Regions from separate parts of the Mus musculus genome. Here regions 1, 2, 4, 5, 6 and 7 are each linked to region 3. Evidence: chromatin contacts called from public HiCAR-type, HiChIP or PLAC-seq and promoter capture Hi-C data. All regions are on one chromosome and are shown on one strand. The core of a region is the stretch at or near the end of the contact, and the rest is flanking DNA. Distances in the headings are between cores, read along the strand shown.

Evidence for each region. Promoter capture Hi-C pulls out the DNA fragments that hold promoters and counts their contacts. HiCAR-type assays count read pairs that join an accessible place to other places. HiChIP or PLAC-seq counts read pairs in DNA pulled down with a chosen protein or histone mark.
Region 1: an H3K4me3 HiChIP or PLAC-seq map of embryonic forebrain shows a contact between it and region 3, with 5 times the contacts expected there. The contact joins the enhancer-like site here to the promoter of Myt1l in region 3. A contact is called at or near these places in 5 of 39 promoter capture datasets (the 3T3-L1 cell line, the C10 cell line, cranial neural crest and 2 more) and 7 of 115 datasets of contacts at active chromatin or transcription factors (VIP interneurons, embryonic basal ganglia, embryonic forebrain and 4 more).
Region 2: a contact with region 3 is called in an H3K4me3 HiChIP or PLAC-seq map of forebrain, with 7 times the contacts expected there. The contact joins the promoter of Adi1 here to the promoter of Myt1l in region 3. A contact is called at or near these places in 3 of 39 promoter capture datasets (hippocampal neurons, liver and stem cell-derived epiblast-like cells) and 7 of 115 datasets of contacts at active chromatin or transcription factors (embryonic basal ganglia, embryonic forebrain, embryonic hindbrain and 4 more).
Region 4: a contact with region 3 is called in a promoter capture Hi-C map of embryonic stem cells, with 2.8 times the contacts expected there. The contact joins the enhancer-like site here to the promoter of Myt1l in region 3. A contact is called at or near these places in 5 of 39 promoter capture datasets (the C10 cell line, cranial neural crest, embryonic stem cells and 2 more), 3 of 484 Hi-C or Micro-C datasets (cerebral cortex and cortical neurons) and 7 of 115 datasets of contacts at active chromatin or transcription factors (VIP interneurons, differentiating embryonic stem cells, embryonic basal ganglia and 4 more).
Region 5: a contact with region 3 is called in a promoter capture Hi-C map of hippocampal neurons, with 6 times the contacts expected there. The contact joins the enhancer-like site here to the promoter of Myt1l in region 3. A contact is called at or near these places in 4 of 39 promoter capture datasets (the C10 cell line, cranial neural crest, hippocampal neurons and 1 more), 1 of 484 Hi-C or Micro-C datasets (nephron progenitors) and 8 of 115 datasets of contacts at active chromatin or transcription factors (SST interneurons, embryonic basal ganglia, embryonic forebrain and 5 more).
Region 6: a contact with region 3 is called in a HiCAR-type map of astrocytes, with 4 times the contacts expected there. The contact joins the promoter of Rps7 here to the promoter of Myt1l in region 3. A contact is called at or near these places in 8 of 39 promoter capture datasets (cranial neural crest, embryonic stem cells, hippocampal neurons and 2 more), 8 of 115 datasets of contacts at active chromatin or transcription factors (astrocytes, embryonic basal ganglia, embryonic forebrain and 5 more) and 1 of 9 other capture datasets (embryonic stem cells).
Region 7: an H3K4me3 HiChIP or PLAC-seq map of embryonic forebrain shows a contact between it and region 3, with 9 times the contacts expected there. The contact joins the enhancer-like site here to the promoter of Myt1l in region 3. A contact is called at or near these places in 4 of 39 promoter capture datasets (cranial neural crest, frontonasal cranial neural crest, hippocampal neurons and 1 more), 4 of 484 Hi-C or Micro-C datasets (cerebral cortex and cortical neurons) and 9 of 115 datasets of contacts at active chromatin or transcription factors (SST interneurons, VIP interneurons, differentiating embryonic stem cells and 6 more).

Annotation. Positions count from the first base shown.
Region 1 is chr12:28,816,051-28,819,838 of GRCm38.p6, forward strand. All of the region lies in intron 3 of Eipr1 (EARP complex and GARP complex interacting protein 1), which reads left to right. Among named protein-coding and RNA genes, the nearest start is that of Gm46345, 51 kb to the left of the region's middle. Within about 2 kb of position 1,546, at least 117 of the 459 cell types and tissues checked have an H3K27ac peak or open chromatin away from gene starts, as enhancers often do. A contact at or near this core is called in VIP interneurons, embryonic basal ganglia, embryonic forebrain and 2 more, where this site is marked.
Region 2 is chr12:28,673,057-28,677,373 of GRCm38.p6, forward strand. Adi1 (acireductone dioxygenase 1) reads left to right here and starts at 2,151. Exons shown (of 4, transcript NM_134052.2): 1 at 2,151-2,316. The coding sequence starts at 2,197.
Region 3 is chr12:29,525,494-29,529,703 of GRCm38.p6, forward strand. It overlaps Myt1l (myelin transcription factor 1-like), which reads left to right and starts at 2,891. Exons shown (of 25, transcript NM_001093775.1): 1 at 2,891-3,303. Gm20208 (a long non-coding RNA gene) reads right to left here. Exons shown (of 4, transcript XR_381405.4): 2 at 2,573-2,747; 3 at 1,979-2,330; 4 at 1,465-1,641.
Region 4 is chr12:28,795,883-28,799,575 of GRCm38.p6, forward strand. The region is part of intron 3 of Eipr1 (EARP complex and GARP complex interacting protein 1); the gene reads left to right. Among named protein-coding and RNA genes, the nearest start is that of Gm46345, 31 kb to the left of the region's middle. Within about 2 kb of position 1,354, at least 18 of the 459 cell types and tissues checked have an H3K27ac peak or open chromatin away from gene starts, as enhancers often do. A contact at or near this core is called in embryonic stem cells, where this site is marked.
Region 5 is chr12:28,848,028-28,852,212 of GRCm38.p6, forward strand. All of the region lies in intron 5 of Eipr1 (EARP complex and GARP complex interacting protein 1), which reads left to right. Among named protein-coding and RNA genes, the nearest start is that of Gm31508, 60 kb to the right of the region's middle. Within about 2 kb of position 1,369, at least 8 of the 459 cell types and tissues checked have an H3K27ac peak or open chromatin away from gene starts, as enhancers often do.
Region 6 is chr12:28,633,376-28,637,421 of GRCm38.p6, forward strand. It overlaps Rps7 (ribosomal protein S7), which reads right to left and starts at 2,578. Exons shown (of 7, transcript NM_011300.3): 1 at 2,481-2,578; 2 at 2,205-2,288; 3 at 2,041-2,112; 4 at 834-977; 5 at 393-457. The coding sequence starts at 2,279.
Region 7 is chr12:28,774,092-28,777,784 of GRCm38.p6, forward strand. The region is part of intron 3 of Eipr1 (EARP complex and GARP complex interacting protein 1); the gene reads left to right. Gm46345 reads left to right here. Exons shown (of 2, transcript XM_017315316.2): 2 at 1-3,020. Among named protein-coding and RNA genes, the nearest start is that of Gm46345, 9.0 kb to the left of the region's middle. Within about 2 kb of position 1,265, at least 14 of the 459 cell types and tissues checked have an H3K27ac peak or open chromatin away from gene starts, as enhancers often do. A contact at or near this core is called in cerebral cortex, cortical neurons and embryonic forebrain, where this site is marked.

The DNA of each region.
Region 1 (3,788 bases), core at 296-2,795, 710 kb before region 3:
CTGGAAGTTGGTAACAGGATGTGGATACAGCAGCTGGAAAGGCCAAAGAGTCAATACTTGAGGCTTGAAGGCCACATGGTCCCACATTCTTTCTCCTGCCCTTTTGACCAATCTTAACTTATGGACATACAGAATAGGCCAGACTTGACTAGTACTCACTCTCTCAGCCTCTGGCCAGCTTTTGTGGAGAACCCAAGGATTGATATAGTCTGTAGCAGGACATGTGTGTGTACCTGACCCTGCTAGGTAATAGGTGGCTCTGAGGACCCTTTCAAACTGCTCTGGTGAAAATTAAGGGCTGCATCAATCTCAATATTAAATCTTGCTTTCTTTTGTGTAGCTGTGGCACACCTGGACTGCACACCCTGCTGGAGAACCTGGCTATTTGCATCTTTCTCTAAAGGCTTTGTGCTCAGGCCAACAGATTCTGCCCTGGGGCTGGGAAAGAAGGCAGCAGCCAGCTCATGAGTTATGGGGGCCTTGCTCTGTGCCACCCATGATGGAGTGTCTGGTGCCTTTGACTGGCATTTTTCTAAGCTAAACTTCTTGGGACTTTCCTGTCCCCCTTCAGATGACTGGCTCTCCTGCATACCAAAGATGGGATGCTGCCAGGGAGAAAGGATTGGCCTTGCTGTTGACTGGGCCATCTTTTTTGATACACACTCAGGAATCAGGGAAGTAAGTGCAGGTTGGACTAAGCCTCTGTGAGCTGGATTTGAGACAGAGCCCTGCAGTCCCACTTGAGCACAGACTTATGTGTACTCTGTGCTCAAGTCTGTAGGAATGGGCAGAGTCCGTGGTCCTAGAGGCATTGCTTACAGGTCTAGCTACTTCTTTTCTCTGAGAGAACTGGGGTCCTCCTAAGACTGAGGGCTTGGTATGTGACTTGTCTCAGGTGAAGAATGGAGCAAAAGGCCATGGCTGTTCCCTGACCACTTAGGACAGTGCTCTGCTGGCACCTGCAGTGAATCGTGTGGTGCTCGAGTGCAGCAGAGCTGCTGGGTAGAACTGCTGACAGTACCCTTTCTCTGTCACACTCACTTCCCAACCAGTCTTTGCACTGTGAGCAGGAACTTGTGCACCTGTCACCTGCACAGAAACTTGAGAGATGTCTGTGCCCTGTTACGTCTTCCTGGAGAGGGACAGACCTGGTGTCATGCCGGGATACCTACAGCCCTGTCCCCTCTCTAGCGTCAGTCTGTGCGTCCCTCATACTTATTGTGCATTCTGCATGTGACCACATCTCTGAAGCACTGTGGAGGCCACTGGAGAATGTATTTTTAATCTCAGGTGCCAGGGCACTCAATGTACAGCAAGAGCTGTGCCTGTGTCAGGTGATTGCCTCGACCGGATTTCATCTCACTCACCTGCCTGGTCTGCAGCAGATGCTGAGGTGGCTGGAGTCTCTAAAAATAGCCCTTAGACTCTGAATCCGCTCATTATGCAGCAGCCGTGGAAGCCTCCTCCTCCTCCAGCTGGGGATCACACCACGTCCCCAGCCAGGGCATTGTTAGCCCTTTAGCAAGCTGGCTGCAGCTGCTATTCAGCCCACAAAGGCTCTAATCTCCTTTGAATTCCTCTAAGCCTTTTGACTCTAATCCCTTACAGCACGCAGCACACTCCATGGATACAGTTGGCGCCTCAAGTATGCCTCTTCTATTCATTTTGCCCTGATTATCTTTTTATCTCATTAAGTGCTTTTAGCTCTTGTGTTTCATATAAAAAATAGAAGCATCAAATTGGTCTTAAAGACATAACTTAGTATTTTCTCTTTTAAAGCAGTGGACTTTTCTGAGGCAAGAGTCTCTATTTTATTCCTGATGCCGGGAATATAACGAACCTTGTGAACTTGGAAGAGTCGGTTACCTGCATCTAGCCTCAGTTTCCTCATTGCTAAAATAGAGAGGTCAGGTTATTGAGTGACAGTTGAATTTTCTAGCTTAGCTATCCTGTGGCTCTCTGGCTCTGTATCAACATGACAGAGTTGCTGTGTGCACCAGTGCTATGATATGCTTGAATACAGAGGCTGTGCCTGGCTCCCAAGCTTAGCTTTATATAGGGCCAAGGCCTAGTGCCCTAGCTTGGTTTTAATGCAGATCCTGTTTCCTTGTGGTGGCCTGCTTCTGTCCAGAGGCTGTGCCTGGGATGCTGTCTCGTTTGCACACAGACCTTATCTCTTGTGCCATGTCAAGGCTTTGTTTTATACAGCGTCTGTGCCTAATGCCCTCTGCAAGCTCCTAGACATGGTAGTATTACTCTTGCCCAGGTGGTTACATCATAGGACCTTATTTCAGGCATGTGTTACAACAGAGATAAAAGCCCAATCAATGCCTCCTTGCTTATTAGAGCCCATTGCTTCTGAAGGTGGGCTTTCCTCCTTGAAAGTACCTCTGCTTCTTTGATATCCACTGGATGTGCACTGACTGCTCTGCTGAGATGCATGCAGCTATGGAAATCCTCAGAGTTTCAGAACCAATTTGTGTGTCTCTGTGGCATCCCTCCTGTATTCCCTGCTTAGCTCTGTTTACCTTAAATTTCACCTGCTTCTGAGGATGCAGTTTCCTGTCGTGCCCACTGGTTCCTGGGACTGGCACCACAGTTCTCATTAAGCTGTGGTTTTATCTCCAGGGCCATGGTGCGGGCAGCTGCTGCTGGAGTGAGACACCTGCAGCTTTCTTGTCTCCCTGGTATGTTTGTGTGTTAACATCTTTCTGTGAGTAATTTTGGACATTCTTGAACCCATTAAAATTTCAGTATAAGCTTTGAAACAGAAGTTATAATTTTTCAAAATAAATTTACATATACTTGACAGTCATTTTTGCTTTTTTCTTACTAATTTTTAGAGAAACGTATTGCTTCCCAACACTTCTCCTTTAATTTTGAGTTTATAATATAATCACAGCATTTCTTTCTTTCCCTTTCCTCCCTCCAGTGGTTATTCCGCACACCCCCTCCTTGCTCTCTTTCAGATATGTCCTTTTTTATTCTTATTGTTGCATGCATATTCATACATACTAAATACTCCCTGCTCAGTCTGTACGGTGTTGCTCCTGTGTACTGTTTCAGGGCTGGCAGTTTGGTGTTGGGAGTGAGAAATGCTGAATTGCAACATTTGGAAAGTGTCTAATAAGGTTTGCTGTGTCCACTGCACAAAGAACCTGGTCAGACACAGTGTTGTCCTCTAGCCCTAGGAATTCACCTTCCAGCTGTGTCTCTGCTAACTGGCTCGCTGTTCACATCCATCTGGGGGAAAGGTTGCTGTACCTTTCCACTTTAGCCCCCCTTTTTGCCTAAGAAATATGTATGCTACCTTAGGTATATGAAATAGTTTCACATATCAAGCGTTTCACATTCATAAAGAAATTGCTTTTAAAACAATTCTTTGGTGTATGTACAATTTAATATATTAAAAATGAAAAAAACCAGCTGGTCATGGTGGCGCATGCCTTTAATCCCAGCACTTGGGAGGCAGAGGCAGGCGGATTTCTGAGTTTGAGGCCAGCCTGGTCTATAAAGTGAGTTCCAGGACAGCCAGGGCTACACAGAGAAACCCTGTCTCGAAAAACAAAACAAAACAAAACAAAAAACAAAAACAAACAAAAAAAAAGATGAAAAAAACCCCACATATGAAGTGGGTGTACTTATTTATTTATTTTACACAGAGAATTGAATATTGAGTGAATACTTGATATTGGAGCATCTTTGAAATTTTCAAAGTTGATCAGTATTTTGGTTTCATGATCATCATGATCAATGCTAAGAAGGCAGCTTTGAAAAAACAACATAGT
Region 2 (4,317 bases), core at 901-3,400, 850 kb before region 3:
GTTCCGAGCTGGCCAGGGCTACATAATGAAACCCTGACGAAAAACAACAGCAACCACAAGAATGACTTTTATACAGGAACCTACGCACTACCCTCACATTCTTTCAAAGCCTAGCGGGGGACCAGCCCAGACTGGTTTGCAATGATGGAGACTAGCTGTCTTTCAAAACATCTCAACTGTTCTCTCTCAGTTCTTAACTGGGGCAATAAATTCTGGTCATGAAACATGATTCTGGGCTGCTGCTGGCTATTCTGGAAGAAACAGTTCAAGTTCAGAGGAGTCTCCTTCAAAGGAGAACTCTCATGGGCAGGATGCTGCGGGAGATGGAGGAGGGCTGTTTTCCATGATTCTCCTTGAACTGGTGCTGGCAAATGCGGAGCCCCCCACCCCCAATTCCTTGGGGCATCTTGACCGACTTACTTTTCTAAAGTATGATGCTCTTGGCATGAACCTGCTGCCCTCTCTCATCCCAGTTGATCTCTGCATAAGACAGAAGCCAACACACAGTGCTCGGGGATCCCGCTGTGTTGCTCTAGCCAGAAGCAGGCAAGGGGCAGGCAGCCTTCCTGACTCAAGACTCTTATTTCTACAGCTGAACAAAGGTTTTGCTTCTTGCTCTGTATTTTAGCAGCTTTTTAAGCAGAATTTTAGGTGAGGCTTCCTGAGTTCAAACCCCTGCCTTAGCACTTGCTGTGGACTTTTTCTTTTCTTTTTTTTTTTTTTTTGGTTTTTGAATTTTGGTTTTTTGAGACAGGGTTTCTCTGTGTAGCTCTGGCTGTCCTGGAACTCACTCTGTAGACCAGGCTGGCTTCAAACTCAGAAATCTGCCTGCCTCTGGCTCCCAAGTGCTGGGATTAAAGGTGTGCGCCACCACTGACAAGCACAAAAAATTCTTTAAAGCTATCTGGTCCTCAGTTGTCATACTTTTAAACTACGGTAATTTTTTTCTATCAAAGATGGCTATCCCACCAAGGGCCACTATTCCACAAACCTCCCTATTTGTTAAAATCTTGTGTGGTCCTGTTACCCAACCCTGAGATGACAGCCATTTGTTGTTCTTACTCTTTATAACACCCTTGCCGTTTGCAGTTAACGAATTAGCATCATATTATGAGGTCTAAGTCCCACCAATGGAACTTTCTTTTTTCTTTCTTTCTTTCTTTTTTTTTTTAAGATTTATTTACTTATTATATGTAAGTATACTGTAGCTGTCTTCAGACACCCCAGAAGAGGGCGCCAGATCTCGTTATGGATGGTTGTGAGCCATCATGTGGTTGCTGGGAATTGAACTCAGGACCTTCAGAAGAGCAGTCAGTGCTCTTAACCACTGAGCCATCTCTCCAGCCCCCCCCCCCCCCATGGGACTTTCTTAATCAGATTTTGAAGAAACACCCATCTTTAATCTGTGCTGCACCTTCGGATAGCATGGAGGTTAGTTTCATTTACTTATTTTAGGTTTATTTAGAAGCGTTTTGCCTTGGATATGCAACACGTGTGAACATAGCCACAGAATTCAGAAGAGCGCAGCAGATCCCCCAGAACTGGAGTTATGGGTGGTTGTGAACTACCAAGTGGCTGCAGGGAATTGCATCTGGGTTCTCTGAAAGAGCAACAGATGCCCTTAACTGCTCGAGCCATCTTTTCAGCACCATGACGGGTTTATTTTAACAGTCATGTTAACATAGCTAGAATCACCTAGGAGGTGAGTAGTAATGAGAAACGGTCTAGATCAGGTTGGCCTGTGGCCTGTCTATGGGGGACTATCTAGATTGCATTAATTTAAAAAGAAAGTATAGAAAGGGTCCGAGCACTAGTGAACACACATGCATTCATTTCTCTCTGCTCTTGGCTATGAACTAGCTGCTTCAAGTTCCTCTTCTGACAATTCTGCTGCCCCGAATGATGGAATTTAACCTGGAACTGTGAGCCAAGTAAACCCTTTCTGCCTGAAAGCTGCCTTTGTAAGAATATTTTATCATAGCATTTGCAAGGAAAACAGGGTAGACACATAACTGCCGAGGAGGCTGTGGATATGCCACCACCTTCTCCAGAGGGTGAGACGCCTTTCCTGGTCCTGAATTCTACCTGAGCGGTCACGCCCTCCCGACAACTCCGCCCTACACCCCGCCCACCACCGTTGGGGCTCCTTCAAGCAACGCCCCTTCCAGCCAGTTAGTGGAAGCCGCCGCCGCCACCATGGTGCAGGCCTGGTATATGGACGAGTCCACCGCCGACCCGCGGAAGCCCCACCGCGCACAGCCCGACCGCCCCGTGAGCCTGGAGCAGCTGCGCACGCTCGGAGTGCTCTATTGGAAGGTACGAGTGCAGGCCGGAGCACCACGCGCCTGCGCACGCGCACGCCGTGACGGGGTGGGCCGGGTGGGGGTGGGGATGGGGGCTAGGGTGCTGCGCAAGCTCAGCAAGGCCGCCGTTTCCAGAGATTTCCATAACTGCAGAGAAGGCTTTGGGCTGGTGGCGCCTGCTTTCCTCTTGGTACTCGCGCGCGTTCACAGCTAGTGTTTGCAAACGCACGGCCAGCTGCCAGTCACATGGTAGTGTCACGGGTAACGCAGTTCAAACACAGGAAAGCCGCAGAGAATCTGGGGTTAGTGGAGGGGTAACTGGATCTAGCCTGTGTGCATTGGTATGGTCAAAATGAAGTGCAAACCAACTGGCCTTGGAGCCATGCCTGAGGAACGTTTGATGAGTCCTTTGCAGAGTCATGCCCCTTAAAAACCATGAAGGCCTGCTCACCACATGCTGTGCTCACAGCTGAAGCAGCGTCCACAGGTCGGGTGGCCACGTTAAGGTGGGAACGACGCTCAAATCCATGTCTGCAAGTAATAGGAGGATATTTTTGGGATAGGAAGCGGGGGAAATAGGTGATTGGAGAAGAATCTGGGTTGTGCACATATGAAATCAAGGCTTTGCATGGGACGGACTTGGTGATGCAATTTTGTCCTGGATCAGCAAGCATGGCTTCAGGGTTGTGGGGTTGGGGTCAGCAAGGCCTCTGGCATTCCTGTTGAGTTAGTCTTTGCTCCCACGGCAGAAGTTGCTAGGGAAAGGGGACAGAGCAGGGTGACAGAAAGGCCCCTTATGACTACAACGTTGGAGTGAAAGAGCTTTTGGAATACTGCCTTCGTCCCTTCCTTCGATCATCACGGATACCTTAGATTAGGAGTCACACTCAGGACTTTGTATCTACACCAGATCTGTAAACAACAGGAACTGGCTGCCCAGTAGAGACTGGAACCCGATTAGGTGCTTTGGGTGTCTGGTGAAGGCCCCCTCATAGCTGACTTCTATGAAACCTTAAACAGCTCCTCAGGGCAGTAGAGCCACTCATCTCAATCAGGAGCAGCTGTGACCCCACCGGGAGCCAGGAGGCCCACCTCTTACGTCATCCTGTGGGTGAAGTTTCCACATTAGGAAGGGGCGCATTCAGCCAGTTCCAGGGGGTCTCATGTTCTCTCCTGGCCTTTGTGGACACCAGACACTAGAGTGGTGCCCAGACATACAAGCACTCATACAGACACATAAAATATATTGATGCCTGTGTGTTGGTGTGTTGTTCCATGATAATAAAATATGCACTTCATTGTAAAACAAAGTTAAATGTCACTAAATTCATTGCTAGTAGTTTCATGTAGGGTTTCAGATTAGTTCTGTCAGCCTTTGGAGATCCAGTCGTGAAGTGCGTGTCCTTGGCTTTGGACCTTAAAGAATAGGTAGGGGCTGGAGAGATGGCTCAGCGGTTAAGAGCACTGACTGCTCTTCCAGAGATCCTGAGTTCAATTCCCAGCAACCACATGGTGGCTCACAACCGTCTATAATGGGATCTGATGCCCTCTTCTGGTGTGCCTGAGACAGCTACAGTACTCATATAAAATAAATAAATAAATAAATCTAAAAAAATTTTTTTAAAAAGTAGGTAGGATTGTGATAAATCACAAATTGTGAGTGGGACCTTGAGATGTGGGACCTTGCCATGAAAGGGTATGAGTATGAATTTTTTTCTTTTTTTGAGATGGATTTTTGCTATGTAGTCCAGGCTAGCTCTCTACTCACAATTCTCTCCTGCATTCTGAATCGCTGGAACTATAGTCATGAGCCACAACATTATTCAGTAAATTTTAAGAGTAGTGAATGGTTTTTTTTTTTTTTTAATTTAGAATCTAGATTTCTTTTGCAGTAGAAGAATGGGGCAGAGAGAAGCAGAAAAGTTAAATGGGGCCAGAGGATTGCCACTCCAGTCCATCTCAATGAACTTGAGCTTGGTCTGTGGGCCTGGGAAGCATGCTGACCACAGAGAGT
Region 3 (4,210 bases), core at 1,641-4,140:
CAGATGACGTTGAAGGCAGCAGTGTAGTGTAAGAAGAGCCCTTTTGCAGGAGACTCCATGGAACCCACCCTAAGGATAAGACATCAGTGCATCGGCCTGTCATATCAGGGAGAGACACCCAGAACACTTGGTGACCAAACCTATTAAGGCAACATTATAATACAACACAGTCTCTCTCTGTCTCTCTCTCATAAGCACACATACTGTCGCATACACATATATGCAATACAGGTATACACAAGTACTGTCTGCTTTCTAACATACTTGTATCTGCACAGATATGCACATTCATGTGAGAAAACAGACATAGAAAAACCTGTGATTTAAACTATAGCAGCTCCCTATATGGGGATTTCTTTTCCAATCTAAGAGAATATTGGGGGATAAATTTCAAGTAGGAAACTAAATTCATCACTAACTCAACTGAGAGTCAGTCAGGTGTACATTTGTGTCATTTTGTCTGTGCTACATTTTCAAAGGCTCCCTTAGAAACACTGTGGTCTTGGTACACATTTGAACCCTGAGGTGGTACCGTCCTCCCACGACCCATGTCACCTGGATGTGTAAAGCATCCTGGGGATTTTTTTTTCCTGTTTGTGTTTTGTAAAGGGATGCTTTGTCTTTCATAGAAAGGGAGACACATTTTCATTCTACTCGAATTTCAGTTCTAACGTCACCCTGGAGTGACCACACAACCTGTGGATGGTCTACCTACCGCCCAGATGGATGCCTGTGTGGGACTCCTGGGACCAGGGTTGAGGACATAGGAGAATTCGTGCTCCCATTTTTTTTTCTATTGACCGAATGATTCCTATTCTTTGCTTCAGAGAACATCCGATATGGTACCCAATCAGCTGAAAAGGCTGCACATACGTCATTAGTTCTGGGGGTGGGGAGGAGAGATGGAGGGAGGAGGGGAACGAGGAGGAAGAGAGAGAGAGAGAGAGAGAGAGAGAGAGAGAGAGAGAGAGAGAGAGAGAGAGAGAGAGAGAGAGAGAGCCAGAGCCTCAGCAGCTTGCTCCTTGTGGAGTGGAGTCCCCACCAGGGCAGCTCTATTGATTTCTGAGTCACAGTGCCGCAAGATGACTACCAAGCAGGAGGAGAGCCACAGCTCAGAGAGAGGCAGGGATTACAGGAGAAGATAAAGAAAGAGCAGTGCTGGTAGCTCTCCCTCAGAATCATTTATCTGTTACCAAGAGAGCAGTTGAGAGAATGTCACTGAATGGTCCCTTAACTTGCAGTAGAATGGATAGGAAATGCACAGTATAAATGAGTTTTTAAAAAAATCAAGCTGTTTTTGTTTTGTGTATGGAGGTTTTTGTTGTTGTTTTGTTTTGTGTTCTTTGAGGAAGAGAGATGAAATGATTTAATGTCCCAATGTCTTAAAAAAGAAAACCTGAAATTTTTGATATAGATATTTAAAAATATGGTTTATAAAAAAGGGATTTTCAAGTTACACCTGGGAATTTTTGAAAAGAAATGAGATTTATTTGCAATAAACTTTGTCCAACTGCAGCATTCAGTGGCTTCTATTTTCCCATGTTCAGACTGTATGCTGCATGAGATCCGGAGAATGGAGACAGTCTGGTAGAAAAGCTTCAAGCAGGAGCAGGCTTCACCTGGGCTGCTTCTAGCTTTGGGCTGTGAGCCAAAGAGGCAAGCATTAGATGACCCCCTCCCCCCAGCTCTGTGGCTAAGGCTTGGGCTAGAAATCCCTGTTTTTGTCAACCTCCACATCACATCCAAGACTTAACCATCACTTTCCTCAGAAGAAAGACAACTAAGTTCAGTTTTAAAATAACAGCGTTGTCAGGCGGGCTGTCTGCATGTGAGCAGTGGAAAATTAGAATCGAGCAATCCGTCCCCCCACAACCCCCGTGGCACACACATGTGAAGCACACGCGCGCTCGCGCGCGCGCGCGTGCACACACACACACACACACGCGAGTAGCAGTCGGTTAAGAGGAAAGGGTGATACCTTTTTAAAAACCGAAAGGCAGTAAGCCATTATTAGCAAGAGCTATATTGAGCGTGCTTGTCAGACAGGCAACAAAGCCGAGCTCCAGTTCCGCCCAGACATGTGCCTTGCCATTTTCATTTTAATCAGCCTGCTCAGGATGGCTGCTGATTCATTTTGCAGGATGTCCCCCTGGGAGCCAAGGTGGAAGCCTCCGGCGGCGGGTGAGCTGCTCTTGCATCTAGGCAGGATGCAGCAGGGCACACAGAGGGGAGAGTGAGGAGGAGGCTAGCGGGAGGGGAGCTCACCCACAGGCTCACTCCACAGTTCAATATGGCTAGTTAGCCGGTCCTTCATGAAACCGTATCTGCTACTGCAGAAAATATAATGAAAGAAAGAGAAAAGAAAAGAAAAAACTGTCAAATTGTAGGATCGTCATTTCATTATCTAGCAACTACGCCCCCCCCCAACCCCACCCCTGGACATTAAGTGGCTTGGACTGCTGGTTATTCTCATGGTCAGCGTATACATAGATGCACACACACACACACACACACACACACACACACACACACACACACACACACACACACACACACACATACACATACATACCTGGTAACTAGCTGGGGTGGTATACCTGATTTAGCTGCAGACTTTGATTTGTAGGACTGACAACCTTATTATGCAGTGAGCTTATTATTGATATTATTCTGCTCTCGGTTGCCATGGCCACCTTGTGAGAGACATTCAATTTTCTCTCTTCCATCATCATTATCTATGAGGCCATCTGTTGTGGAAAATGAATTCAGCCTCATTTGCATGACTGATAAGCAATTTTTTTTTTATCTATTTAACAGAAGGTCATATGCCGGGGATTTGGAGCTCGTGAAAAAAAAAAGTGGAAAAAAAAAAAAGCCTAGGAGAGGATGAGTGGAGCTGCGTGCATTAGGGGCTGGCTGTGGAGGTAAAGCAGATCTCTTAGGCCCGCTAGCCTCTCCTGCTGCATGTGTCATTCCTGCCCGCGCGACATTTTCCCCCTAAGCTACTGCACACAAAACAGAGCGAGAAAGCTTCTCCCTGCAGTCTTCTTGGAGGCCTCCTGGTTTCTCACCCATTGTTGGTGGGTGTATTTCAATTTTTTGATTCCCTGGACTGTGGGTTATGAAATCAATGCTGCTGAAGACAAAAGCAACCTTCCCTGCCTCTCGGTGCTATGCGTGGTCCTCCTCGGCCTCCCACTTGTGGGGGAAAGGGTTTTCTCTTTCTTTCTGTGTGTTTTGAGCCAGCACAGTTACCAAAATTGAACTTGCCGTCACTTGTGAGCGGTGTGGTCATGGTGTGAGGTACGTGATGCTCGTTAGGTTAATTCTTTGGACTCAGGGGTCAGGATCTGTTTTTGCTGTAGCTCATGGCTTCTGCTGCAGACCTATTGTTCGTTCCTTTTTAAAGTTATTTTTATAGCGTGGCTGGTGGCTGAGAGGTTCCTGAGGTACAGGTCTTCAGTCCTCAGAAGCTGGTCTTTAGAGCAAAAATGGGTAATAGATTGCATGCCTGAACAATGATTTTTGTTTATAAAAAGAAATAAAAAAAAATGAGAAAACCGAAAAACTTACTGCATGTCTGGAGGTCGGTGATTTGGGCTGAAGTAACTTCCTGAGAGTGGCTAACTTCACTTTACAAACAAGGAGGGATTTTAAGCAAGGGCTGTGGGAATGTTAGCTACTCCTGAGGCACTGTTGTCTTGGTCTAATTATAGAAAGAAAGTTTGTTGATGTTTATAAAACTGATAAACTCAAATAAAGATTTTAAACAATAACCTCAATGTTTGAAGTTCATAAAAACAAAACAGCACCTAAGTTCTAGCAGAATATGGTTTTTTAAAAATCACCTCATAAGCAAAAAGTTGAGTCTTCACACTCTACTTTCCAGGTAGATCTGAATAAATAATAAATAATATAAATATTCACCTGAGTGTGAAATATACAAAATATACAGTAGAGTTTGACCAGAGCGTTAATTTAATCACGACAAATTTCTTATATCTTGAAACTATATATGCTATCAATCATGATGTTGTTAATTTAATTGGGATAAAGTGATTTGTTTAACAACTCTTTTGTTCAAGTGTTTATACTTTTTGCTAACACCACAAACAAAAGCTCCCATAACACTTTCACAAGCATGAGAGAGTCTTTCTAATTGTTTAACTTTATAAAAGAGATGCAGCTTTTGAAGTGAGAAAGTCAGGTA
Region 4 (3,693 bases), core at 104-2,603, 730 kb before region 3:
GGAGGGTCTTAAAGCCCACCCCAAAGTAACCGACTTGTTCCAACAATGCCACACCTATTCTAACAAGGCCACACCTCCTACTCATGCCACTCCTTGGGCTAAGCATATTCAAACTGCCCTAAACACCCAAACTACATAACCATAAAGTATATGCAGAGGACCTAGCTCAGACCCATACAGGGTCCTTGTTAACCTATATGAGCCCTGCTTAGTTGAGTCTGTGGGCATGTTTTTCTCTACTCCCTATGACTCCTACAATCCTTCCCTTCTTCTATGGGGTTCCCCTGGCTCTGCCTAGTGTTTGGCTTTTTGATTCTGTATCTGATCTCATGATGCTGGTACATCATGACACCTTTCTGATGACAATTAGGCTAGGCACTAATCTATTAATATAGCAGAATATCATGAAGAATAATTTTGTTTGTTTGTTTGTTTGCCAGTCATGTTTGGTTCTATCTTGGGTCTCTGGGTTGTCCTGATTCTGACTCCTGGCCATCTAGGTAGTGTCGTCAGGCATGGACAAGTGTCGTGGCATGGGTCTTGAGTTGGACCAGTCATTGTTTGGCCATTCCCACAAGTTCTGCACTATCCTTAATTACTTCAGCACATTTTACAGGCAGAACAGATCATAGGTCAAAGGTTTTGTGGCTGAATTGATGTCCCAGGCATACTGCTGGGAGCCTTACCTGGTTCTAGAAGGTGGAGAGTTTGGGCTCCATATCCCCCATTACTAGGAGAGTTTACTGGGGTAACTCTCGTAGATTCCAGGGAATTACTACTGTACCAGGATTCTACATTGCCCCCAAATGTTTGCCAATTCAGTTGTCTCTTTCAGCTCTCTCCCTCTCCCTGTCTCTTTCTCATTCCCCCACCCGATTCCTCCTGTTCCCATCTGCACCTGCCCCCAGACCACCCACAGAATCTATTTTGTTTCCCCCAAGGCAATTTGTATAATAGAAAGCATTCAATTGGGGGCTGGCTTACAGTTTCAGAGAGTTATTTTATTATCATCATGGTGGGAAGCATGGCAGCATGCAGGCAAGTGCTGGAGGAGCTGAGATGGCTACTTCAAGATCTTTAAGCAGAGAGAGAGAGAAAGAGAGAGAGAGGAAGGGAGGGAGGGAGAGAGAGAGAGAGAGATTGAGAGAGAGAGAGAGAGAGAAAACATGCCAGCCAGCCAGCCAGCCAGCCAAGGCCTGGCATGGGTCTTTGAAACCTCAAAGGACATTCCCAGTGACTTGTTTCCAATAAAGCCACAGCTCCTTTCAGAGAGTTCTGCTCCCTGTTTACTAAGCATTCAAATGTAGGAGCCTAAGGGGGCCATTCTTATTCAAACCACCACAGGCCCAGAACCCTGAGGTACTCTAGGACAACTTTATGAACCTGGGTACAATGTCTGGCAGTCACTGGTTTATGTACTGTTGGAGTCTCTGACTAAAAGATGCCCCACCCTCCAGAGAACTGCCTTTATGTTTGCTCAGGAAAATGCCCAGGTGCTTGAGATAAAAAAAGACATCCCCTGGATACAGACTATAGCATCATTAAACACAGTGTGACCACCCCCTGGTTTTCTGTCTGTTCAGGCAGTGCCCTCATAGGAAGCCAGCTCTGGTGGTGTGTGTCCTGCATCTTCTGGGCTATATCCTATAGCTTTCTGAAGTGTAGACCCTGATAGCTGGAGGTACTTGGAAGCTCTTAACAACATTCACACAATGTGTACATGAAGACAGGCATTTAAAACTGTCCATGATTCTCTGAAGAATGATACCTTGGGCTCAGATCGTATGTAAATGCAAAGAATGTTTTATTCTGCCCAAGTCCAGCATGCTGGGGTCTCCCATGACCAAGATAGAGGGACAGCTAAGTGAGCTTGCAGGCTCAATTTAAGAAGCACATTGGAATTCTGGGGTAGGTGAGCTTTATCTTACTCTATCTCTAGACATTCCGGAGCCATTATCAGGCATGAAGGCTGGAGCCTGGGGTTCTTTTCTGTTAGTAATTGACTTGCCTGGGCTTGTCCAGTTCTCCTTAACTGACAATTTGAAGTCTGTCATGGAATCAGTCTAACCTTCTCAAAACCACTTTTGGCTTTTCTATGAATTTGACTTTTTTTAAAATGTAACTTTGGCTATCTTAGAACTAGCTCTGTAGGCTAGGATGTCCTCAGAGATTCCCTGCCTCTGCATCCTGGGTACTAGGATTAAAGGTGTGTGCCACCACTGCTTGGCTAAATTTTATTATTATTATATGTGTAGGAGTTGAAAGAAAATAAAAACTTGAGACCTGTGATTCATGTAATTTATGTCAAATAGCCCAAAGAGTTGTTTGTGAGCTTTGAAACCTGGGGCTGAGAATGTAGCAGAACAGGCAAGGACATGCCTGGGCAGGCCCATTGTTTCCTGAGGCTGCTTGGCCATAAAGATAAAGAGAATGACTTGCTGGACTGGCCCGGCGCCTCCCTGTCTCCTGCCCTTCTGACCTGAGTTAAATGTTAAACAGGCTGCTGATGTTTAAATGAACCAATCATATGAAATCCTGCCAATTCCTCCCTGCTGATATTTAAATGGACCAATCATGTGAAACCGCACCAATTCCTCCCCCAGTCCCCGCCCCTTTTCTATAAAAACCCCTAGCTTCCAAGCCTCTGTCTCCTGTGTGAGATACGTTTCGACCTGGAGCTCTGCCATTAAACAGTCAAAACCACTGTCTCCTGCGTGAGATACGTTTCTTCGACCCGGAGCTCCGCCATTAAACTACCTCGTGTTTTTACATCAAGATGGTCGTCTGTTCATGATTCTTGGGTGCACGCCGAATCGGGAATTGAGTGGGGGTTTCCTCACTAGGTTCTTTCAGAGTGTTTTGTCTGTATGTATACATGTATACTACATGCTTGACTGGTGGCCTTGGAGGTCAGAAGAGGATGTCAGAGCCTTTGGGACTAGAGTTACAAATAAATGGTTGTGACAATATAAACTAACCAGTATCCGGAGCTCTTGTCTCTAGCTGCATATGTATCAAAAGATGGCCTAATAGGCCATCACTTGAAAGAGAGGCCCATTGGACTTGCAAACTTTATATGCCCCAGTACAGGGGAACGCCAGGGCCAAAAAGGGGGAGTGGGTGGGTAGGGGAGTGTGGGGGGTGGGTATGGGGGACTTTTGGTATAGCATTGGAAATGTAAATGAGCTAAATACCTAATAAAAAAATGGAAAAAAAAATGGTTGTGAGTAAATTTGTGGGTAGTAGGGATTGAACCTGAGTCCTCTTCGAGAAAAAGTGCTCTTAATTTCAGGGCCAACTCTCCACCCCTGAAATTGACATTTTTAAAACAGAACAACCATTGTAGTGCCTGTTGGGAAGCAGGTGGCTGTTGTCTTTTGTTATAGGCTTGTGGCTCCTTTCTGTGGCTAGGACATCCCTCCTGCCCCCATATCCATAGCCCATTCTTCTAGGCTGGGGTCTCTGGTACATGTGGTTACAGAATCTCTGGCTGGCTTAACTGCCCAGCTTGTTCCAAGATGGTCAGGCCCTGTGGTAGAGTGAGATGCTCTATAATGTAACTGGGGCTCTTTTGTTCCAGGATGGCCAGACCCTGTGGTAGTGTGAGATGCTCTATAATGTAGCTAGTGATCTTTTGCTGGATGGTTAGAGTTATGCCTCAGTGGGAAAGAGCTTGCCTGACAGGTATGTGGC
Region 5 (4,185 bases), core at 119-2,618, 680 kb before region 3:
AGTCTTTCTTTCCTAAGATGTGTATCACAGGCATTCATAATTTGATAGCATGTGTTGTCAAAGAAGAAAGAAGAATACTCTGAAGCCGGGCGTGGTGGCGCACGCCTTTAATCCCAACACTTGAGGCTGAGGCAGGGGGATTTCTGAGTTCGAGGCCAGCCTGGTCTGCAGAGTGAGTTCTAGGACAGCCAGGACTACACAGAGAAACCCTGTCTCGAAAAACAAACAAAACAAAAAAGAAGAAAACTCTGGAGCCCTGCAATGAAACATTATGATGTCATGTCCCTAGGGGCCACATGGTCACCTTCACAGCATGTGGGTTCCTCAGGTGGCCATGCCTTATGCTTGTTTGTTCCCATGACACTTAACAGAGCTCTCTGCTGTCTTGGTGCCTTCCACTTTCACCAATGCCCCTAGGTTAAAGAGAAAACGTGGCTGATGGTGCATCGTTGTGACATGAGGCAGAGGCTACACTTAGAATACTATGTGACATTTCAGTGCTTAAAAACTCCGGCCCCGCTGTCTGAAGTTTGACTTGGCCCGTTTTCCTAGAGCACGGATAGTATTTAAGAGAAACAAATCATGTTCAGAAGACAAAGCACCTCATTCTGTGTGACGACCCCAAACCCACAGGGGTGTTCACAGTAAAAGGTCAGCCAGGAGAGCCAGTGCCCAGACTAGCTGTGGACAACACTGGGAACACACTCACAGCCCTTAGGAGACATGCTGGGCGCTGGGCTGCAGTCGGCCAGCACGCTAATTCCTTCTTTAGCTGTGTGTCAGCTGTCACAATTTTCAGAAGGAAGGATACTCCTCCCCAGCAGGCTTTGCTGTGACCCTGGGGAAGACCTAGCTCAGCCTCCCCAAGCACTAGAGGGGGTGTGCCCAGCAGAGGCCCAAGGACCACACTCTGGAGTTGAGAAGGCTCCACTTGCCCTTTGATGTCCTGAGCTGTGGTCAGATGGTAAACACATCTTCACACCCCAAGTCATCGCTAAAGCATTTCATGTCGGGGTGATTAATCTGTAACTTATTTTCTGCAGAGACCAATTTAGTTTTCTCTCCCCCTTTTTTATCTGCTGTCAGCAGTTCTGTCAATACCCCTTTGTGACCCAGTGCGACGGTATTTAATACAGAAACCTTCCCATCGATTGCAGCCTCCCCATACTGGCGTCTCTTCTTCTATTGTTTGAGGATATTGCCTTCTGTGGTAAATTTAATCTTATGCTCACTGCATCATTACCTTCTGCAATTAAATTGGAGATCCTTTGCCATTTATAATCATTAGCTGAACCCTGGGGAGGCCTGGAGTGTGAGGGTCTGTGGGGTATGTGGACCCCGATGAAGGGTTGGGCGGCCTCCCTGCTTCCATCTGCTCGCTCAGCTCCACGTCCTGCTGCCTTCAGCTCTGTGGACATCAGTGGTTCTGTCATGTGGAAAGCAGAGAGCCTGGTGCCGCCTCCGCTGTGTCCACACAGGACTTCCTCAGAGTGATGGCTCTTACACACGGTTGTGCCTGTGAAGGAGCGAAGCATGGTTTAGAGATGCAGTCCGGCCTGAAGTTCACCATCAGTGTTCACAGGAATCGTTTCTTTCACGGTTAGCTTCCCTTTCCCAGAGCTGGATGTAGTTCGGAAGTATTTATCCTGGCGTGCCACCTGCCTGTCTGTTCATCTTTTTAGTACGGGATTGTACAAAGCACATGTTTGATATTCTTCTTGATTTCTTTTTTAATGTTTTTATTTATTCACTGAGAATTTTATACATATTTAATCATATTTATCCCCTCCCCCAATCCTAGGTTCTCCCCCACCTCCCTATGCACCCAACTCATTTTTAATTAGCATACATATTAGTGTTTAGCATTTATTACATTTTTGAAAAAAATTATTTTTGTTATTTCTCTTCCTAACACCCTGCTATCCCACCACCCTGTACCTTCTCCCTCAAGAAATTTTCATTTAAAAAAGAAAAAAAAAAAAGACTTTCTGTGGCACAGGCCTATAATCTAGCTAATCAGGGTGCTTAGGCAGGAGAATTGTAATTTTAAGGCTTTCTTGATTATAGAGAGTGTATAGGGTCAGAAAGGACAACTTAGTAAGACTGTGTTTCAAAATAATAAGTTAAAAGGGCAGAGCTCTAACTCTGGTAGAGCACCTGCTAGCAGGCCCTGAATTTCATCTCCAGAACCGCAGAGACAAGATAGGTGATATCCCAGCTCCCTCAGCAGCAACCCAGGCAGCACTTCCTGGTGTTGGCCATGCATGTTGCATCGCATCCCCAAATTCCACAGTGCACAAGGCTTGCCTTTGAGTTGGACCCTGTGGTCTAGACAGATGCACAGTGGTGGGACTCCTGCAGGGTCTCCACTGCCCTCAAGGCCCAGTGCTCAGCTTGTTCTCTCTGTTCTCTTTGTGTTCTTCTTGCCTTGTCCCTATATCCTCAGCTTTGTTTTTTTCCAGAATATCACAGAATTGAGACCTGATGTGTGGTGTTCAGCTCAGATTCTCTTGCGTTGTCAATGCGTGTAAGGTCCCCATGTCGTCTTATATCCCTGTCGATACTTGTACCCAGTGCTGTTCCTCTTGGAGTTCAAGCCTGAGAACCCGAGGAACCCTGGATTCTGAAGGCTTTCTCATCCTGACCTTCCTAGGTGCCTGGGTTTCTATATTGAGGTCTGTGAGCCATTTGAGGCTATATTTATTTAAGGTCTCACATCTTGGACTCTACCCAGAGGGATAATGGGGCCTCCTAACATGCAGGTGAGTATGAGAGCTCCTGTTTCCATTCAGAGCTTTTCTCCTGAGATGGAACTGGAGTGGCTACTGTCAAAGTTTCCTGACTTATGTGCACATTTGATAGGGGTATACAGGCTTCTACACGGCATTTCTGGGTCTTTTCTGTTGGTATTTACTGCTGTGATATCTCTGGCTTTACATCTGAGACAAGCAAGGCTTAAAGAAAGCCTGGGAATATCCCAAGGCCAAGGCCCCTCTGGCCAGCCTCTTGCCTTATATGTCTTACAGCAGCTACAGTTTTGCTTTACAGAACAGAAAGAGTCGAGGAAAGAGTGCCTACGGTGCCTTCTATTAGTAGATTCCTCCTTGGGTGTCTTCCCTTCCAGCCTTACGTTTGGAGACTTGGACATCCACACCCATGTAGATGAATGCTGTGTATGAGTCTTTCCTTAGCCAGTTCCAGAGAGAATGGGAGGAAGAAAGCAAGCAGGCAGAATGAGTAGTGGTTGGCTTCACAGTGAAGATGGCAGGCATTGCTCTCCATGTGTTTCTTGTGACCTAGGGCTAAGGTTGGACTTTGCCAGCCATGTGCCAGGCCTAGGCCAGTTGATGTCAGAAATGGTTCCTGGCAGCTTTGGAGAGGCAGTTGGCGGCTTTGCAGTGGGCAGTCACTTCTCACCCGTGTTTGGGTACATTTTTTGTTTATTTGTTTGTTTTTCAAGACAGGGTTTCTCTGTGTAGCCCTGGCTGTCCTGGAACTCACTCTGTAGACCAGGCTGGCCTCGAACTCAGAAATCCGCCTGCCTCTGCCTCCCAAGTGCTGGGATTAAAGGCATGCTCCAAGCCCGGCTTGTTTGGGTACATTTAAACTGAGACATGGGCCTCATGGCTATGGGTTTGTTGGCCCTCTGACTTGGCAGATGAAAGCAAAAGGCTTAAAGAGGCCAAAGGAGCCTTCTGCAGAGGACTCGATATGAGTGACAGATGCAGGATTGGCCTGCTTATTCCAGCAGTGGAGATTCCCGAGGTCCTCCCCTGCCCAGGCCCTGTCTCTGTCCTTCAGGAAGGGAGAATCTCAGCAAGTGGCTCATGACTTTAGTTTGATTGGCTGCAGTGGTCACTGTGCCTAGGGAGGGTGACTTTGATTTGTGGGAAAAAACCGATTTGGAGTAATGAAAACAAGATTGTTAATGAAGCTTGTAAAGCTTTTGGTGGAAATGTAAAAAATGAATGGAAAACAGATTTTCTTATGAGTCTCTCAGTCCAGTGCGTTGTGGGACTTGGGGATCATGAAAGCATCACCTGTACAGCCTGGGCTTGGCGTGCAGACCAGCTGGCTTACACTTAGGACAGCTGTGCTGGGTGTAGTGACACACCTGTAACTTGAGTACTGTCTTGGTTAGGGTTTTACTGTTGTGAACAGACAGCATGACCAAGGCAACTCCTA
Region 6 (4,046 bases), core at 1,328-3,827, 890 kb before region 3:
CAGCACCTCAGCCACAAACAAATTTTTATCCCCAATTAAGAACTAAATAGTTAGCCAGGTGGTGATGGCGGCACACACCTTTAATCCCAACCTTTGGGAGGCAGATGGATCTCAGTGTTCAAGGCCAGCCTGGTCTACAGAGTAAGTTCTAGGACACATGGGCTACAAAGAGATATCTTAAAAAAAAAAAATACTTTCTCCTTTGACCACAGAATAAATCAAGCCTCACCTGTGTGGTACCAGTGACTTACAACAGACACCACATAGTGTATGTATGTGAACCACTTAAACGTTCTATCTAGAATGAATCCCAACACACAGGGAATGAGGAGACTCCCCGTCCTGAGGCACTGTGAGGTGTGGGCGCATGGCCGAGGCAACGGAACACTCACCTTCTGGGGCGCTTCTGCTTATTTTTCGTACGGCTTTTCCGGGTTGGCTTGGGCAGAATCCTCCTCTTTAAAGTGAATTATAATAAAAATAAACACAAAACAATGAGCTAATAATAAAGCCAACAAATCTCAACTACTTTAAGTACAAAAATACCCATGTCGCCACCTTCACAACAGCCCACCACTCAGCACAAATTGCCAGCAGCATTCCTCTTTCCCATCAGCCCTACTTCATTCACCCTGCACACTGCACCAAAGCCAATCCTGAACTCAAGCACTGTCCCATACCAGCCCCTCCAGCCTGCTACTCCCAGACCAGCAGACTTCCCACTCTCACCCCAACACCCTAGGCTGAGCTTTCCACCAACAGGGCTGACAGCATCCTCACCAACAGAACTTAAGCCCCAGGAATTGAAGAGGGGCAACTGAGCAGATGGATACCTGAGCAATGAAGACCACGTGCTTGCCACTGAACTTTTTCTCCAATTCACGAACTAGCCGGACTTGGATTTTCTGGAAAGATTTAAGCTGAGGAACTGGTACAAAAATTATGATAGCTTTCCGACCACCACCAACTTCGATTTCCTGGGAGGAAAAAATGTCTGTGTCATTTTTCAGTCCTTAACCTCCATCTTCCTCATTCAAATGGCACCACTCACAGCCAAATACCACCTGAATCAAGGACCCGCCCCCTTCTGAGGCAGAGTCCTTGTAGTCCTTGTAGTCCCAAGTGCTAAGATTAATATGCTCTGCCACAACCAGCAAACAACTCCCCCCTCAAACATTCTCCTGTGGTTTGGACATAGCCTAGGGGTTCGCAAGTTAAACCATGACGCTCATATTGAGGTTCTAAGGTGGAGCCTCCATCGCACAATCCCGGTGACTCTACAAGAGACACCAAAAGGCCAGCAGAGAGCTATGTCCATATGTCCATCATCCTAGCACTGGAGAGGTAGAGGCAGGAGGACGGAGTTCAAGGCTAGCCTCAACTACAATCCAAGTCGGGAGACCAGCCTAGGTTAGAAGAGATTCTGTCTGGTGAGTCTGATCAGACCATGACTCTGGCCATGTGCCACCTCAGGATCTCCCAACATGATTGAACCATCTAGAAAGGTCAACTTTAAATTCACCATGGCCTGGGTATCTCTGATGTAAGGCTCTTCTCCAAATTCAAAACTTTCCAACACTATGAAATTGACCAAAAAACTCAATAAAATTAACACTCTCCCTGGGTGGCTGAGCAGTGGTAGTTCAGGGCACAGGACCCAGGTTCAGTTCCCAGCACTCACAAGCATTTGTAATTCAAGTTTCAGGAACACGCAAGGTGCATGTACATTAACAGAAGCAAAATACTAACTTACAAAAACGAAACACCTGTCAAACGCCAAACTCAGAAACACCCACTGATCCTCAACCGAGTGGTACTGGGTCTAAACACTTCCAAAAAGTTAAGGTTAATGTCAGTGGGGAAAGAAAAAAAAAAAAAAAAAAGTCCAGCAATCAAGTGCAGAAGGCAGCACGGACTTAAGCGTGAGACTGGCCTGCACTGGAAGTCCCTGTCTGCTGCCCTCCCGTCTCTTGCCCCGGGAATAGAGGCTGTCAACCACCCGTGGGCAGCGAGCGAGCGCACTCCGGGGTCCCCGCTCACCTTGGCTGCGGTGATGTTGAGTTCCCGCAGCTGCGCCTTGAGATCGGAGTTCATCTCCAGCTCGAGCAGCGCCTGGGGAGACAGAGAACGTGGGCGCCATGCCGGGGGTCAGGGGACCCTGAGGTCAAGCGCGATCGCGGGGGGCACCCGGGCGACAAGCTCACCTGAGAGATGCCAGACTCGAACTCGTCCGGCTTCTCGCCATTGGGCTTCACGATCTTGGCGCTCGAGCTGAACATGGCTTCACCCTGAGGGGAGGAAGGTGCCACCGGTCACCTGGGGCGCGGGCCGCCAAAGCCGGGGCCATCTACGGGCGCAAGGCGGATAATCCGCTGCATCCCACCCCGGGGAGCAGGCTCTGCCGCCCCGGACGCCCCCCAAGAGTCTGTTCCCCCAAACTCTGCGAAAAACCGCGGCCACATTGCGGCCCGCGAACCTACCTGACGGATCGCCGGCTTAGAAAGAGGGACGGCTCTCGCGAGAACGGCTCATATCCGGGTGGCGGAAGAAAAGAGGTGGGGACAGCGGAAGTAGGTGGGTGGAAACCGGAAGCTCTTCTGAAAAGAGTTGGACCGCCTAGAGTGTACCGGAAAATAGTTCCCTACTGGGAACTAATGCGGGAGGATGAGCGTGCCGGTTTCGCTTGTTCCCGGTAGTCGTCAGCGTTCGGCTCCGTTGGTGAAAATTCTCCGCTCCCCTAGTTGGAGACCTGGGCAGAGTGGTGGCGGCCGGACGGCCCTAGGAAAAAGAAAGAAAGCAGCTTCCTTCCCCACGAAGATGGGACGTTTCAAATGTTTCATTAGTCCCCAGCTTTCTCCGCGTTTCCTGCTAACACAATGAAAGGGAATCAGCATGGTGGTGGCGCACGCCTGTAATCCCAGCACTCGGGAGGCAGAGGCAGGCGGATCTCTTGAGTTTGGGGCCAGCCTGGTCTACAAAGAGAGTTCTGGGACAGACAGGGCTACGTATACAAACCATGTATCAAAAAATGAGGTACGGGGTTGGGGCGGGAATCAGACTTGTGTTCAGCTCTTCCTATAGGGAATCAAATTAGTGAGGTAGTGTTAATTAATAGTCATTAATTCCTGGTTTTTACGTATATTGCTTGGTACAGCAGACGATTCTAGAACATGTCCAGGAACCCCTGTCTTCACAAGTATGAAGCTGCCCTGTTGAACATCTGCCGAGAATGCTAAATATGGTGGCTCATGCCTTTTCTCAGGATTCAGAGGCGGGGATCACTGTGAAGGCAGGCTTGGTCTGCGAGTGCCAGAGCTGCAATAGAGACCCTGTCTCAAAAAAAAAAAAAAAAAAAAAAAATCCATTTTCAGAGAGTACCAATAACGGAAGCTGACGGTGGGGTTAGCTGTAGAAGGCCAGGCTTCTGCCTGCCTGGGCTACCTGCAAAACAGGGACAGTTAAGCCCTAAAAGGTGGGGAGAGCAAGGAAGCCAGGTCAGTGAGAAACACTAAAACAGAATGAACCTTTAATCTCAACACTCGAGAGGGAGAGGCAGAGGCAGACAGATCTCTGAGTTTGAGGCCAGCCTGGTCTACAGGACAGCCAGGGCTACATAGAGAAACCTTGTCTGGAAAAACCAAAAGGGAGAAAAAAAAAAAAAAAAAGAATGAAGACAGCCCTGGGAGAGCACTCTCTATAGTGGAGCAATTTCCTTTAGTCAGGGCATTGTCAGAAAAAAAGAGACAGACAGACAGATTAGGAACAGTAAGTCAGAAAGATCTGAGGATGGGAAACAACAAACTCATCAAAGCAATGTTTACTGAAGAAATGCCCACCACTGCTGACTGTCACCCTAACTTCATGTGCCCTGTGAGGCTCTGCTCTAGACAGGCAATACAAGCACACCTGATTCACATGTAGTTGAATAGCCTGTTTTAGCCTAGAAGCTGGTTACTAAAACCAAGTGAATCCTTGTCATCACGGAAAACACAGTTTGGTAAAGACATTATGTAAATACATGATGAAATATACAGGACTGGAGGGAT
Region 7 (3,693 bases), core at 15-2,514, 750 kb before region 3:
TTTACTGCTGCTCTGAATGGCCACATGCCATTCCTGAAACCTTCTCTTCTGACCCTTGTAGAAGTGTGCTCTGACTCTCAGACTTTGCATGCAAGACGTGTCTCAGACTTGGATTGACTCCTGCCATCTCCCTTCTTGTGGCCAGGGTACATTCATGGGGTTGGCACAGATCTGTAGAGAATTTAATTCCTGACTCCTAAACCACAGGAATTCATAGATGGTTCCTCAGTACTAGGGGCCGTTAGTACTTGGGATGGCTAGAATATGGTAGGTGGTCTGGCCAGAACCTGGAATGTGGTATGCCTTCACCCTCTAGATCTCCATGTGCACACCTTATTCATGAAGCCTTTCTGCAATGTCAGCAGGAGCTTCTAAAAGGCAGCACAGAACTCTTAGGGCAGCTGTAGCGTAGGGGCCAGATCCATAGGGTAGATCTGGTATATCTTTTTCTAGTGTCAACCGTATTGATTTTAAGCAATGAAAGGATTATTGAGCCCTGTGACAGGTCTGTGAGGAAGGTGTAGCTGTAGTGTCTAGGACAGAGAGAGGACACACAGCCCCAATACAGGGTTCCAGAGCATGTGGTCCAGAGGGACAGACAGATGTGACCAGCAGCAATGGTGTGATTTGAATGCTGTGTCTTCTCATGAGGTAAAGGTAACTGCCCACTCTGTGGGTTAGAGGCTGTGAAATGGTTTTTTCAGAGCAACTGCTATCACTTGAGCTTTATGCGTGGATCCATGAAATGCGGCCTCCTGCAGTGCTGGGGAGGGAAGTTAAGCCATGCTTGTTGCATCTGTGTCTCCTGCTGTTGAGCATGTAGCTTCTTCAGAGGAGCATGGAGGGACATCCCAGGGGCTCTCCTGCTTGAGTCTCTCTGGCTCAGTTTATCTGTAGCCTGGAGTTGCTGAGGCAGGTGATCCACAATACCCTGCTGGTCCCAGTACCCTGAGTGCTCTGATTACAGTAATGGCCACATCCACGGGTCAAGGTACAACCTCCTGTTAAAAGCCACCATTTCCCCTTTATCTCTGTGCCACGTTAGAAAAGAATTATGTTTTTCAATTTAAATGATTGCTTGGTGAAAATGAGCTAAGAGAAGAAGGGTTTCCTGGGTAGAGAGTATCTTAAGGCTTCTCTCTATAAAACCAGAATTCTGAGATGAAATGATCAAGAGTCCTTTGAGAATGGCACCCGGGAGAGGTAGGGAGAACAATTAGAGTCCATGAGGATCACTGTCGAGGGGATGCTAATTAAATGTGGGAGCAGAGGATGCCTGGCTGCACGTGGGGCCCTGCTGCATATCTCTGAAGCGTGCTGGCTTCTGTCGTTGCTTACTTCCCTTCGTGCTTGCTGAGCAGATATTAAGACTGAATAACAACTTTGTTTTAAGGTAATATATACTTGGAAACGGCAGGGCTAGCTTTTCTCATGATCTTGGGCCAAGAAAGAGTTCTTTGAAAAAGAGAGAAGAATCAAGAGCTTACTGCTGAGGACCTGTCACTCTGGAGACCCTTGGGGCTCTTCCCGTGCTGGGGCTCCCAGGCACCCTCCCTATTAGTCTGTTGGTGGCAGCTTCTTTTTAGAACCCCTGCCTTCCTCAGATGTTGAATGTGAGTGTCTCAGCACTGCCAGACCTTGTCTGCAATTCCATCCTAGTTTTCACACTACAGTATGCTCTGAAAGGAAGCATGTTATATTTAAGTTTAAACCTAAATGCAGCATGTTACTCAACAGCGCAGGCACATTCTGAGAACTGTGTGGCCGGGTGATCTCGTCATAGCATCACAGAGAGTGCTTACATACCCTAGGTGGTGTGGCCTCACAGGCATCAGGCTACAGGGCATGAGGACGACATAGAGCCTGCTTCTGTTAGCGCCAAATACAGAAAAACTTAAGGCTAAATCTAGCCCAAGATGTGGTGCAATCAAAACGCTGCTGCCCACTGACACGGTAGTCTGTTTAACACTATGTGTGTTTCTTTGGTAAGAAGATGAAAAATTAGTGTGGTAAATACATAAACCAGAAACAGTTAATTTTCACTGGAGTGTGTCGTTGTATGTGGCATGAAACACCAGTACTCACATGAGTTATGTGTTGTGTGGTGACATCACTAGGTGATGAAGACTTTGAGCAACTCTTAATGTGCAGCTTATTCCTGACTGAATTAGCATGAATTTCATTTCCTTATCTAATGAGTCTTAGTCTTTCTGGGATAAGCAAATGTCACATTGGTTGAGCTGCCTTCTCTGGAAGAGCTGTGTGCTGAAGATGACTGCCCTGGGAGGAACTGAGGGGATGGAGAGTTAAGTGTGTCCCTGCATGGACATTGGATGGTACTTTTCGTAGACTTCTTTTGGTTTGGAGTTTGTATATATTGATTCATTGACACCACTTGTTGTGGTGAGAGATGAGATATCCACCCCACGTCAACTCCCCCAGGTCCCTGTGGTTGTGATCTTGGCAAACAGTCATTATGTTAATTGGATGAGGCCTCCTTTTGGGTATGAATAGCCTAAATTTTATTCTCTTTAAAATTTCAATGCTGCCTGTTTTAATCAATAGTTAGTGATAAACATAGCATAAAGAAATGAATTCCCTATCTCTAGCTCATTTCCAAGTCTCTTGATGTATGTGGACCGAAAGTAGTGATGCTAAAGGCCTGTCTAAATGGCTCTGTGGCCCCACCTAGAGTGGACAGCATTGTCTGGTGAGGGCGGAAGACTGCAGAGTGGCCTGACTGAAGCGGCTATGAGAAGCTCAGAGGGTAAGCAGGACAAGTCACATGACTTTCCTTATTTCCATTATTCTTGTTTTACACACAAGGAGCCTCGCAATGTCAATGAAAATGGTGGTGGCAACAAGGACACAGTGATACTTTTCAGTGCTTCGGTGTCAGACATGAAGACAAGTACTTTATCTGATAACAAATTATGGGTTACCTAGTTAATGCCTGCTTTTTTTAAAAAATTTTTTTATTAGGTATTTTCCTCGTTTACATTTCCAATGCTATCCCAAAAGTCTCCCATACCCACCCCCCCACTCCCCTACCCACCCACTCCCTCTTTTTGGCCCTGGCATTCCCCTGTACTGGGGCATATAAAGTTTGCAAGTCCAATGGGCCTCTCTTTCCAGTGATGGCCGACTAGGCCATCTTTTGATACATATGCAGCTAGAGACAAGAGCTCCAGGGTACTGGTTAGTTCATATTGTTGTTCCACCTATAGGGTTGCAGTTCCCTTTAAGCTCCTTGGGTAATTTCTCTAGCTCCTCCATTGGGGGCCGTGTGATCCATCCGATAGCCGACTGTAAGCATCCACTTCTGTGTTTGCTAGGCCCCGGCATAGTCTCACAAGAGACAGCTATATCTGGGTCCTTTCAGCAAAATCTTGCTAGTGTATGCAATGGTGTCAGCGTTTGGAAGCTGATTATGGGATGGATCGCTGGATATGGCAATCACTAGATGGTCCATCCTTTCGTCACAGCTCCAAATTTTGTCTCTGTAACTCCTTCCATGGGTGTTTTGTTCCCAATTCTAAGAAAGGGTAAAGTGTCCACACTTTGGTCTTCGTTCAATGCCTGCTTTTTAAAAGTTATACTGTGTGTGTGTGTGTGTGTGTGCTATGCTCACATGCATGGTAATCAGGACAACATGGTTAGCTCTCTCCTTCCACGTGGGTCTGTAGGATCAGT